Linked DNA regions of Hordeum vulgare: region 1 is linked to region 2. The links are chromatin contacts, called in public Hi-C maps. All regions are on one chromosome and are shown on one strand. The core of a region is the stretch at or near the end of the contact, and the rest is flanking DNA. Distances in the headings are between cores, read along the strand shown. Region 1 holds the start of LOC123399864 (dolichol-phosphate mannose synthase subunit 3). Region 2 holds the start of LOC123399861 (ankyrin repeat domain-containing protein 2A-like).

Region 1 (5,916 bases), core at 1,060-3,559, 130 kb before region 2:
CCGGAGAAGATGATGGACCGGACTCAAACAAGTCCCCGTCAGAAGCAGCTATATCAAGGTAGCAGGCAACTGTCTACTGCCAACATGGCATGTGACTGAACATGTATAAATAGGATTATGAGTTGACACAGATTCACTGCACAGGGTGTATACTGCTGGTTCATTCTACAATTGTTTTGTAAACATGGAGCAATAACGGTATTGGTAAAGGTTTAATGATCTTTTGCTAACTATGAGGAGTTCAGAACTTTGTCGAATTTGAATAACTCAAGAAATCTTTCCAGATTTAGCAAATGAAAGAAATCTGAACTGGATACAAAATTTCACATAATGAGACTGAACCATGAAAGGAACTCGCAATTCGAGCCACCACCATTCACCAAAGATGATACTACAACGACAACAAAGCCTTTAGCCCCAAACAAGTTGGGGTAGCCTAATCACCAAAGATGATACTGCACAAAAAAAAATGATACACATCCAGTGATGAAAACCAGATTGTAAAATAGCAGACATGTCTTGAACACTGATGGACTTGTTAACAAACCATTAATTAGTTGTTCTCACACTGTTCTCGTGACATAACTAGTATCGTGACAAGCCATCCACTGAACTAAAAAATCTACAATTGTAACATGCCACTCATAAAAACTGCGTTAGTAACAAATATCTAGACATGGTGAAATGCCATATTTTTTCTATATGGTATCCAGGAAGCTTCAAACTGGTCACGAAACATAAATCGTCGGTATTGACCTCAATCAGAGCTCACATCAACACCTCTTTTTGATAGGAATTCCTTTGCCTCCACAATATCCTGCATAGTTGGTCGAGCTCAAATAATTACAAATGGGAAGAACCCAAACATGTAATGTACAGAAAACTTAAAAATTTCAAAATCAGGTGGCTTGGTTTTATTTGTAGTGACCATTATGAAAATTCATACAATGATACGCATGAGGTACAAATAAACTTATGAAGTTTTCAGACTTTCTCTTCTTTCCTTTGTGCAGAATACCTTGAATCTCGTTATGCCAGCAGAAAGCCAAGAGAAAAGAATGTATAATAGACGATGCACAAGTGTGAAACTAAAACAAAAAATAACAAAGGATGCAAGTTCTAGAGATTATTGGTTTTCAAAATGGAAATAAGACTGCATAGACAAAAAGGAAAATTAGGCTGCAAGGACTACGTCAGCTACCTGCTGTAGTAACACTGCTTCTTGAGGGCAGGTTGGGAAGAACATGAGCCCATATCCAACCATAAAAAGGCCGTAGCATCCAAGCGCCACTACCAAGTAGATGGGAAGCTACAACAACAGAAGGCACAAGCAAACATCTTAATCAAAAGGAGCCTATCTTCTTCATGCCATCAGAATTGAAAAAAAAATCGATGACACTCACCAACCAAGTATAACTGCGAGGTACGGTTGAGGTTTCAAGGAGCGCAACCCAGACAGCGGAGATTGCCGCCAGGACCGCGATGATCTTGAATATGTGCTTCATCTAAAAATGCAACCCTCGCCTGCCATCAATCAGAAGAACGAATGAGAACTACGGCAGCCAGTTTCCATCCTGATTTCCTAGAGCGGACAGTAGGCCGTCAGGTAAACTGTTTAAGCATCTACTGTACTTAGTATCTTATATTTTGGCAACTGGCCGAACTGAGACAACTGAGACACAGACTTGTGATACTGGTACATGACAGCTTCTAAGACATGGTTAATTGATTTGGGAACTAATTACATTGGATTATATACATAATAAAAAAAACTATGCGATGTATCTATCTAGCAGAAATTGAATACTGTAGATGATAAGATTGTGAACACAGGCATGAAGACAGTTATTGATAAGCTGCCCACTAGAATTGGATCGAGAGCAATTGGGCACCAACGATACTCCCTAACTGCAACTAGATGCTACACCAGACGGATCTGGCCAAGTTAACCAAAGGATCCAAGAAGAAACGGGGATGAAGGGAGATCGCTTACCGGGCGGAAACCTGTGGACTGTAGTGGTGTTGACGGTGAGGAGGCAGATCTCGTCGACCTTGGGTGGAAGACGGCGAGCCGCGGGGAGGAGTCGAGGTCGAGGCGTTGGTCGGAGGGGCGAGATAGCTGGCTGAGCTGTCCCGCGCTGGATCCGCGCGTCGTTGCACTGGCCGCGCGCTCCGCTGGTGTGCCCCCGCCGCCGGCGAGCGATGCGCAGAGGTGGTTGTCGGGGACGGGGCGACGGCGGCGAGGCTTTCTTGGTCTCTGCTCGCTGCAGGCCGAGCCACGTATGCGGCTTAGACGGGCTCGAGACTCGACCACGGGCTCTGACCGCTGCGGACGTTCGGTTTAGGCCCAGCAGGAAAGAAATTAAAAAAAATCAAAAAAAGCAGGAAAAAAAACTTATTTAGTTCGGGCAGGAAAAGTCCTAAATTCAGCCGCCATTGGGTCGTGGACCAATCGGCGGGACCGCATGGCCGCCCCCGCCGCCTTCCTCGGGGTCCGCGAGGGCAACACCATCCCGAGCTCCGTCCTACTCGACCTCTTTGGTCGCATCGGTCCAGCCCGCAACGCCACCACCGTCACGTCCACGACGAGCACCGGCCATCCCATCGCGATGAGAGTGGCTGGACGTACCGAGCAGGCTTTTAGGCCCGCTTGTCGACCGATCAGGACTGTTTCGGACCGTTAGGAAAACTGGCCGGTCCGAGCTCGGAATTTCGGCCCAAAAATTAACGGGTCTGCTCTGGTCTTAGCTCGGTTAAGTCGACAAGACCGAACGAACCCGGTTGTTTCTTAAGCACGAATGAACTCACGCGATGGATTCTTGACCGAAGAGAGTTATCTCCACGATTTACTTCACGTTATTGGAGAGACAGTTATCTCGATGATTTACTTTGTAGGAATATGAATCTTATGAGAAAAGATTGCATTTTATCGGCTGATCACGCGCGCTCATCTGCCGGCTCCATGGCCGTTCGATAATGTGTTGATCACACAGTCGACAACGTCCCGCGTTCGTCGAAGTCGCTTTCGTTTTATCTGCAGACCACATATAGTTTCAGTACAGTTTTTCCTGCAACTCACCTGTTGTTTCAGGATAGTTTGCCGAAGCCGCTTTCGTTTTTCCTGCAGCTCACCTATTGTTTCAGTACAGTTTCCTGCAACTCACCTGTTGTTTCAGGATAGTTTGCCGAAGCCGCTTTCGTTTTTCCTGCAGCTCACCTATTGTTTCAGTACAGTTTCCTGCAACTCACCTGTTGTTTCAGGATAGTTTGCCGAAGCCGCTTTCGTTTTTCCTGCAGCTCACCTATTGTTTCAGTACAGTTTCCTGCAACTCACCTGTTGTTTCAGGATAGTTTGCCGAAGCCGCTTTCGTTTTTCCTGCAGCTCACCTATTGTTTCAGTACAGTTTCCTGCAACTCACCTGTTGTTTCAGGATAGTTTGCCGAAGCCGCTTTCGTTTTTCCTGCAGCTCACCTATTGTTTCAGTACAGTTTCCTGCAACTCACCTGTTGTTTCAGCATAGTTTGCCGAAGCCGCTTTCGTTTTTCCTGCAGCTCACCTATTGTTTCAGGACAGTTTCCTGCAACTCACCCGTTGTTTCAGGATAGTTTGCCGAAGCCGCTTTCGTTTTTCCTGCAACTCACCTATTGTTTCAGGACAGTTTCCTGCAACTCACCTGTTGTTTCAGAATAGTTTGCCGAAGCCGCTTCCGTTTTTCTTGCAGCTCACCTATTGTTTCAGGACAGTTTCCTGCAACTCTCCTAGCCATGTCGTTGTTTCCCTCTCGTAGCACCGTTCGCCGCCAAGCCCGAGCTCCGGTCATGGCCATGGCCGCTGAGCTCCCATTTCCTGAGCTCCTCCGCTTGTCATAGTAGCCTCATCGCATTCGCCGCACTTCCCTGAGCCCGTAGCTGCCTCCAGCTCCTCCCCTCGTTGCCCCTAGCGACGGGCCCGACCTGGCCGAGCTCCGGCCGCCGCCTCCGACCATCCCTCAGCCTCCGAGGACCCCCATCCGATGCGGCTGAGTAGGGGCTACGCCCAATGGCTCAGGTGCCACCCCCGTGCCCGGCAGCGCGGTCTCCACCGCGACCAGAAACGTTGTTTTAGAAATTGTTTCCGCAACGCATCCGTTGTTTCTGCAACTAGACAGTTGCTTTAGGAATTAATTGATCGGGGAAACGACTGAGCCGCGTGCTAGCAGGTGGATCGAACGGCTACGAGCGCGTACATCGAACGGCGGATGTTTAGTACGGATCCTTCCACAGATGTTCCCGAATTTTACTGCCTAAAACGTTAGAGTTTTCATTTTATTTAACGAAGCAGAAACAGAAATAACGAGAAACATGGGCTCAATCAGATGGATTCCACCTCTCAACGATCCTATTAACCGTTGCCATCGTCGACCATCATCTCCTCGTCTGCACCTGCACACGGTGGAAGGAGGAGTGGATGAGCCGAGGAGGGAGCGCCGCGTCTGCTCGACTGCACCTGCTCGTCGTCGTTGACTGATGTTGTCTCCACCTGTCTGTCTTTGACCACCTCCTCGCTGGTTGGCCGTCGTGGAGCACGAAGCTGGAGGACGCGGGGTGGGGGACGGAGCGGCAGTCCTGCATGTCGTCACGAGGCATTACAAGCTGCTGCACAAGCTCGTGAGCGGCAGAGCACACGAGGCCGCCGAGGGGGTCTTGTCCCTGGGGCGTCTTGTCATGGCTTACCACCATGGGCGTCGCCTGCGAGGAGGACGGCATTGTTTACGTGCTGGGCAACGGCGTCAGCAGCGGAGCCATGGTGACGGTGCTCGCTTTCGACATGAGGACGCAGGCTCTGCGAGGAGTGGCCAAGATGAAGCGCCACCTCGGGTCTACTGGGTCCTTCAGCATCTCAGGGCTCCTGCGGCAAGTACAAGTGACGAATCCCTTGGGCAAAGTGAGGTCCAAGACTCAAATGCTTGTGATCAAGAAAGTGAAAGGGAAAGTGACATTGATTGAGAGCATCTCCAACAGTGGTTGTAAAAAAATACGAACGCGCCAAAAATTGCATTTTAACGCGCGCGTTTCAGCGGGTGTGAAAAATTCCGGCGTGCGGAAAAAGGCGGTTCGGCACGCTAGATTTGACGCGCGGGGCTTGACACGTACTATAAATCCAACGCCTCTTCCATGTGTCTTTTCACCGCTCCCACGCGCCCCTCGCCTCGCCACGCCCTTTGTCGCTCTCTCGCACGGCCACCGTCGCGCCGCCACAAAACTTCGGGCTACCGCGGCGTCCGCGCGCTCCCTCCGGCACCTTCTACGACGAGATCCGCTCCAGTGATAAGCACCTCGGCCTCGACACTTTCAACACCGCCGACGAGGTCGTCCGCGCGTACGACGCGGCAGCGTGGCGCCTCAACTGGCCTCGTAGGGAAATATATTTTCCCGCGGTGATGACGCGGGAGTGGGCGCAGCAGCTCGCACCTCCCACGTGAGTTGTCATCGAAGAGGACCGTCGCCAGAACCGGAAGCTAGTGCACCACCTCGGCATCGCTGAGATGGACGAACATGTCATGGCGGAGTGACGCCAACAGTTCCCGCAGGACGTCCTCGACGAGCGTGCATTCTTCACGCAAAGGAGGGTGGAGCAAGCCACCTATCATGAGGACAGGCGTACGCGGAAGCAAGCCGCACTCTTCAACATGGAGCTCAAGGAAGCGTCGACTTGGTCATCCGATGATGAACGGTGGGCTGACGTCTTCATCACCACAACGGAGTTGGACACCAGCGCGTCGGAGGAAGACGACGAGGAGTAGTTTATCGTTTTTAATTGTTTTTTATTGTGTACTAGATGAACTATCGGCGAGGAGTAGTTTCTATCTGTGTGAACTATCTATACTATCTATCGTTTGTTATCTTGTATTTGCGTAGAATGTGCAAGTTAATTTT
Region 2 (5,948 bases), core at 1,146-3,645:
TGGCCCTATTAAAGCTCAGATAGTTCTACCACAAAGAACAGCAATCATCTGAGAGTGGACCCATTTTCAGGATCCACAAATATTACATGATAATTTGTGAGTTGCCTTCAAATAAACAGATTAGATGACTCATTTTATAAGCATGGTGCATGTAGGCTATAAACCAGAGAAGCCTGATCATGATGTAAAACCATCAAGGGAGGGGGAGCATTCCTCGGTCACACAAATAGAAGTTTGTGAGCCAAGTTGGAGATACATGCCTTGCCTTAACCAAAAACTGGTTGCATGGTGACAAATATGGTAAACACTAAATGTTAACCACTAAGTAGCACAGAGCATCCTTATGAGGATACATGGATAAATACCAACAAAATTGGTAAATCAACTAGCAGCGGAAAAGAATTAGAAGGCAAGGCCTATCGATATTCTTTGCAATTACCTCTGCATCACCAACACTGGCGGTGTTATGGACAATGGACTCATCATCATCCTCGCCTTCTTCATCAGTTTCTTGAGGTCCAGATAGTACAGTGGAAGTAGCAGCATCTACTGGGAAGTTCAATGACATAGCCTCGCCAATCTTTTGAAGAATCTCAGGGTCATTCCAGTACCTAGATGAAGTAAAGAAGAATATCTCAGCAACTTTAAGCTGTAATCAGGTATCCATACTCGCATGCAATACCTACTTGACCATTGCAGATGGACCACCACGCTCTATCTCATCAAGAATTGGCTTCAAAGACGGGTCATCCTTGATACGGGTCATTCGCTCTTCAAGTTGCTCTTTGTGAGCTGGACTAGTCAAGTTCTCAAGCATACTGGACATTGCAGGATCCTGTCATACATAGGAGAACACTTGAGAAGAAAAATTGCACTCAGCATAAAATTTGGGTGACAAGTGAGGAAATAAAATGTGATACCTGCATAAGACTATTCCCAAGACGCTCCGCCATTGACATGAACTGCGGATTCTGCATAACTTTTGTCATGGTTTCCAGGTATGCTTGAGGATCCGAACTTGGAACACCCTGTTCCCCTGTACCCTGCGCACTTTTCTGAAGCTGCTCAGCCATCTGGTTGAATACAGGGTCGCTGGCAATTTGCTCAGCCATCTCCCTTATAGATGGATCCTTCAGGTGACAATAAGAAAGTTAGATATATACAAGAGAAACAAAGTAGAGCTGCTGTAATGCAAAAAAGAGGATAAGTTTCATGAATCCAGCACAGCAGGGCAAAAGGCATTTCAACTCCATACTTAAAAAACATATTAAAGGCAAAAGGCATTTCAAATCCATACTTGAAAAACATATTAAGAGCACAAGAAGAAAACATACATTGAGCAAGCTGCTCATGTTGGAGAAATCAAAAGGACTGGGAAGGCCTGCACCAGCTGCCAACCCCTCCGATTTTGAACCTTCGTTCTGGTCTGAAATGCAATTGGCAGGCAGAAAGGGGAGCACATCAGAGACTATCAAATTATGCATAAGAAATAAACATAAAAGCCAAACTACCATTGCTCGTCTTTCTGTCTTAATAATGACACAAATCAGGTTAAAAGCGCTATTTAAGTGTCAAAACCCGTACCGAACGCCAATTTCATGCTCAACAAAACTACGACACAATCATAGCAACTCTCTTAAGACAGAAAACTCCTAGGCAGCCAAGCTACATCATATACCAGCAGCAAACGGTTTCATAGTTTGCACCTAGACACGTCATGTTCATCATCAGTTCATCATGGCACAGCAACAGCAACAGCAACAGCAGTGAAGCAGAAGCGCACATCTAGCTAGGCATTACAAGCACCCTGCCTCTGCTTCACATTCACAATCGACGAACGAAGAGTCCTGATGTCATCAGAACAACGGCCCTCGATGCCATGTTCTCACAGAATCGGCCCAAAACCTACAAAACCATAACCGCCCCCTGCCTCGCGACACGATGAACTCCGAACCACCCGCCACTCCACGGACCACACTAGGTACTAGTAGTCGGCAGTTCCCCTCGGCCACACATGCCGCATCCCCCGAAACCGATCTAAGCCGGGCGCACGGAACGCTCCGGTTCCCACGCCGCGCGGCAACCAGAACCCCGAGAACCACGGCCCCTGCCGCGGATCTAGCGGCTGGCCGCTGGCCGGCGAAGAGGGGGCCATGGAGCGGCGTGGGGAGGGACAGCGCGGGAAAATCGAGCGAAGACAGCGTGAACGGCGGGGAGGACCGGAGGGGAGGGGCGTTGGGAGGTAGTTACCGGACGCCATGGCGGATCGGACGGGCGGCGGCGGCGGCGGCGAGGCGGACGGGGAGAGGCTTGCGAGGAAGGGAAGGCAGCAGTGGTGAAGCGGTGAAGCGGCGAAGGCTATGAGAGGAGGAAAACCCTTGATGGTGAGGGGAGGGGCTGACAAAGAGAAAGAGGGGAGGTTGCTGATCGGGAAAAGGTGGAGAGCAAGTAGACGTATTTTTATGCTTTCCCCCTCTGACAAGAAATTATTTGAGGTAAAAGCATTTCTTCCACTCTCTAGGAGCATCTTCATGACTTGCAAATTCGAACATCAAACGCGATCAAACGTGTTTTCTATTTGTCCGTCCGTCATTTATACTTTTTTTTCTTATATGTCCGGTCACTTGCACATGATTGATGAATAGGTAGAGAGGGAAAGAAAGGAATGAATAAAGAAAAGAAAAATATGGTCTAAGATAGGGTCGCGTCTTATGTGACGGACTGACCGGACGCGCCCAGACGCGTTTGTGAACCCACATATTCTCTCCATATTTTAAATGGATATAAGGGTTTGCGGACAGTCCAGATATATAGAAATGTTATGAGGGGTCCGGTTGGGTCACTTTTTCCTTCTCTTTCCTGTTCAATCACTCTCCGGACACGTCTGCGAGCGTATGAGGGGTTATTTGAGGGGTCCGGTTATAGATGTTCTTAAAAACTCGCCGCCCGTTAAATCCAGATGGATGTACATGATGTGTGAAAAAAATCATCCGGACCGTAAATTTTCTATGAGGTTCCTAAATTGCCCGTGTTGCCTATAATGGAGCATGAATTATGTTGCCTATAATGGAGTATATAGGACTGTGGGCATTTGTTTTTTTTACTGCTATAGGATGTCGACATGTCGTACTACAACTTGAGATATTACTTTCATGTGGCCTATAGATTTTTGTGGGTATGTGTGGGAATGTATCACTGGGGTAATTGATGCTACCGATGCATCAGATTTTGTTACACGTTAAAAAATGTATGGAAAATTCTGGACAAAATTTAATGCATTGACACAACATTAATGTATGTTGTCATAAGAATTCAAGTTAAATTCTGAAACATTTTTTGAGATACAAAAAATGAAAGATTTTACATCAATGTGCTAATGAATCAAAACCTGTCCAACTTGTATACTATTCAACATTAAATTTGTCACTTTTGTGTCTCGAGCAATATTTGAATTTTGATTTGATTTTTTTTAAACGTACATTGATGTTACGTCAATGCATTATTTTTTCTAAAAAAACAAAAAAACTAACGTACATTGATGTAAAACAAGTTGCCCCGATACATCATATATCTCCTGTAGCAGCCCATATAATACCACGTAAATTACGTGGACAACCCACTTAATTATGTGAATACATGCGACGGGATGTGGAACGCCTGTAGGTCGTTCCACTTGCAGGTTGATCATAAACTCATTCCTCGTCGTTTTCATGAAAGTAAAGCGAAGCCACTCTACAACCAATCCAGGCGGTCTTTATCCAACCAGGGAAGTACTCTCTCTATAAATAAGGTATATACGATCTTTAGATGTAAGGCCCTATTTGTTTTATAAGTCCCAGGATTTTTTTTACTCCCAACTGAAAAGTCCCTAGTCCCTATCCGTTTGTTTTCATGGACTAAAGAGGGACTAGAGGTCATTAAATGACATGGAAAAGGACCATGTTACCCCTAGTAATGTGCTAGAAGTTATTAAATGACATGCTAAAAGTAAGGGCGCTGTTGGAAAAAGTGTCAAAAAAGTCTCCAAAAGACCCTTTCACAGGAACTTCATTTAGTCCCAAATACTTCATTTAGTAAAAGTCCTTCATGTTTGTTTCACATGGGACTAAAAGAGATTTTTTTTAGTCTCTACACCAGAAAGTCCCTGGAAACAAACACCTCTTAAATCTTTTGACCTGTTCAAAATCTTCTTGGCCATAAGTCTCAATCTCGTATAGACATAATTAATACTCCCTCCGATTCGTATTATTTGTCTTAGACTTCTTAGATAGATATGGTTGGTCTCACACCAACTTTTTTTCTAGATATGGATGTATCACAATAACAAACTTTTGAGACAAAATAGTATGTGCACATCTAAGGACCGAGGCCACTCATGATGGACCAACTATTTTTATGAAACACCACCATATATTGCGGTTTAACAAATATTCACACAATCCCCATGAGCCACACTCGTACATATAACAAACCATCAAATCATCACCATTGTAAACCAATAATACTCCCTCTGTTCATTTTTGTTAGACGTTTTAGACAGCTGAAATTAAACTGTTTTGGAAGTTGTCTTAAATGTCTAAATCATCACCAAGGGAGTAATATAAAAAATGGAACAACCAACATATGGTGGATTTTGGCAATAATGATCAGGATTAAGGTCAGATTAATTTTACGAGATCGATGTTGGAATCAGCAACCACCATGCACTTTCGCAGTTCTCTGATCATACATACTCAACAGAATATCTTTTCATACACATAACAGATTCAAAGGAGTCGGAACCGGAAAACACACCCAGACAGCTGAGGATAAACAGGTGGCAATCGTCTCGAGGACATCTGCTGCTTCTAGGCAAATTTCATCTCTGTTCCTATGGTGTGCAATTGGTTCAGTTTCTAGTGGTATCAAAATCTCTTGTTTGGATTGAGAACACGGCAAAATTTCAGAGGACTGTCATTGTCAGGTCTGAATTAATGCCGCTTCCTCTTGCCGCCTTTCTGATGCTTTCTATGCCCCGCGCTCTGTCTACGTGGCTCAATGGAATCACCGTCTTCTTCCTTCTCGCCATCGAGCAGCGTGTTCATCCCGAGGTCGAATCCGTCGGTCAGGCCTTGTAACCTATACACAAAGACATGCCAGTTCATAAGTTGGTTAGGAAAGTCAAAAGACCTTAAAAGGGCAAGCAAAGATAAATGTGTCCGAAGCTATCTTCATGTACTAGTGTGGCTGGTGGGTTCACTTTATAGGGGGGGAAGCCTGTACCACAAGAGAAAATCCATAAACTCTGTAGAACGATGGAACACATACCCATGAAGCTGCTTTTTCATCTGCTTCTCCATGTACTTTTCACGTTTGGTTACGGGAGCTCGGGTGAACAGCTCCTCTTCCGCCTTCTCTTGCTTCTCTCTCTGCCGCATGTAGGCCATAAATTCTTTGCTTTCGTCACCCGCTGTTTCCTTCCACTGCAAGATTGCGCAGAAAACTTAGTAACCTCGATGTAGCTTAGTGTAGCCAACTATACAAAAAGACACAGTATACAAACCTCTTCAGGTCTATCAGCAGCATCATCAATCATCTCCTTGAAGTAAGGATTCTCTGTTGCCATACGCAATAATCTTTTCTCTTTCCTTACAGCGTCTTTACTATGACTATCATCCATGGCAGCTGGCCCAATTCTCGGAGGAACATAGATACCATCTTTGCCCTGAAGTCAAACAGCTACACACATCAGACACAACAAATATGTGTAAACTGAACTCTAGTCATGAAATCATCATTATTGATATAAAACAGAGTGACCTATATTCACATCATCAACAGGAATAGTGCAGTTAGAATAAGGCAGCATTTAAGCAATGGCTAGCAGTATCCATAAAAGCAACAATACAAGCTACTGATACAGTTCCTTAAAACCAGGCACATAAACCAAGTTACAGTGTAATCTCGAA

What was found. Hi-C and Micro-C count contacts between places; a contact is called where the count stands out from the background.
Region 1: a contact with region 2 is called in a Hi-C map of seedling, with 2.6 times the contacts expected there. The contact joins the promoter of LOC123399864 here to the promoter of LOC123399861 in region 2. A contact is called at or near these places in 2 of 6 Hi-C or Micro-C datasets (leaf and seedling) and 1 of 1 datasets of contacts at active chromatin or transcription factors (embryo).

Annotation. Positions count from the first base shown.
Region 1 is chr5H:490,991,058-490,996,973 of MorexV3_pseudomolecules_assembly, reverse strand. LOC123399864 (dolichol-phosphate mannose synthase subunit 3) reads right to left here and starts at 2,309. Exons shown (of 4, transcript XM_045094247.1): 1 at 1,994-2,309; 2 at 1,404-1,524; 3 at 1,202-1,309; 4 at 485-817. The coding sequence starts at 1,505. The coding sequence ends at 758. It overlaps LOC123399863 (solute carrier family 35 member F1-like), which reads left to right. Exons shown (of 11, transcript XM_045094246.1): 11 at 1-230. The coding sequence ends at 62.
Region 2 is chr5H:490,858,491-490,864,438 of MorexV3_pseudomolecules_assembly, reverse strand. LOC123399861 (ankyrin repeat domain-containing protein 2A-like) reads right to left here and starts at 2,395. Exons shown (of 8, transcript XM_045094244.1): 1 at 2,251-2,395; 2 at 1,335-1,426; 3 at 921-1,130; 4 at 687-835; 5 at 440-611. The coding sequence starts at 2,260. It overlaps LOC123399860 (neuroguidin-A-like), which reads right to left. Exons shown (of 7, transcript XM_045094243.1): 5 at 5,543-5,704; 6 at 5,308-5,462; 7 at 4,684-5,118. The coding sequence ends at 4,971.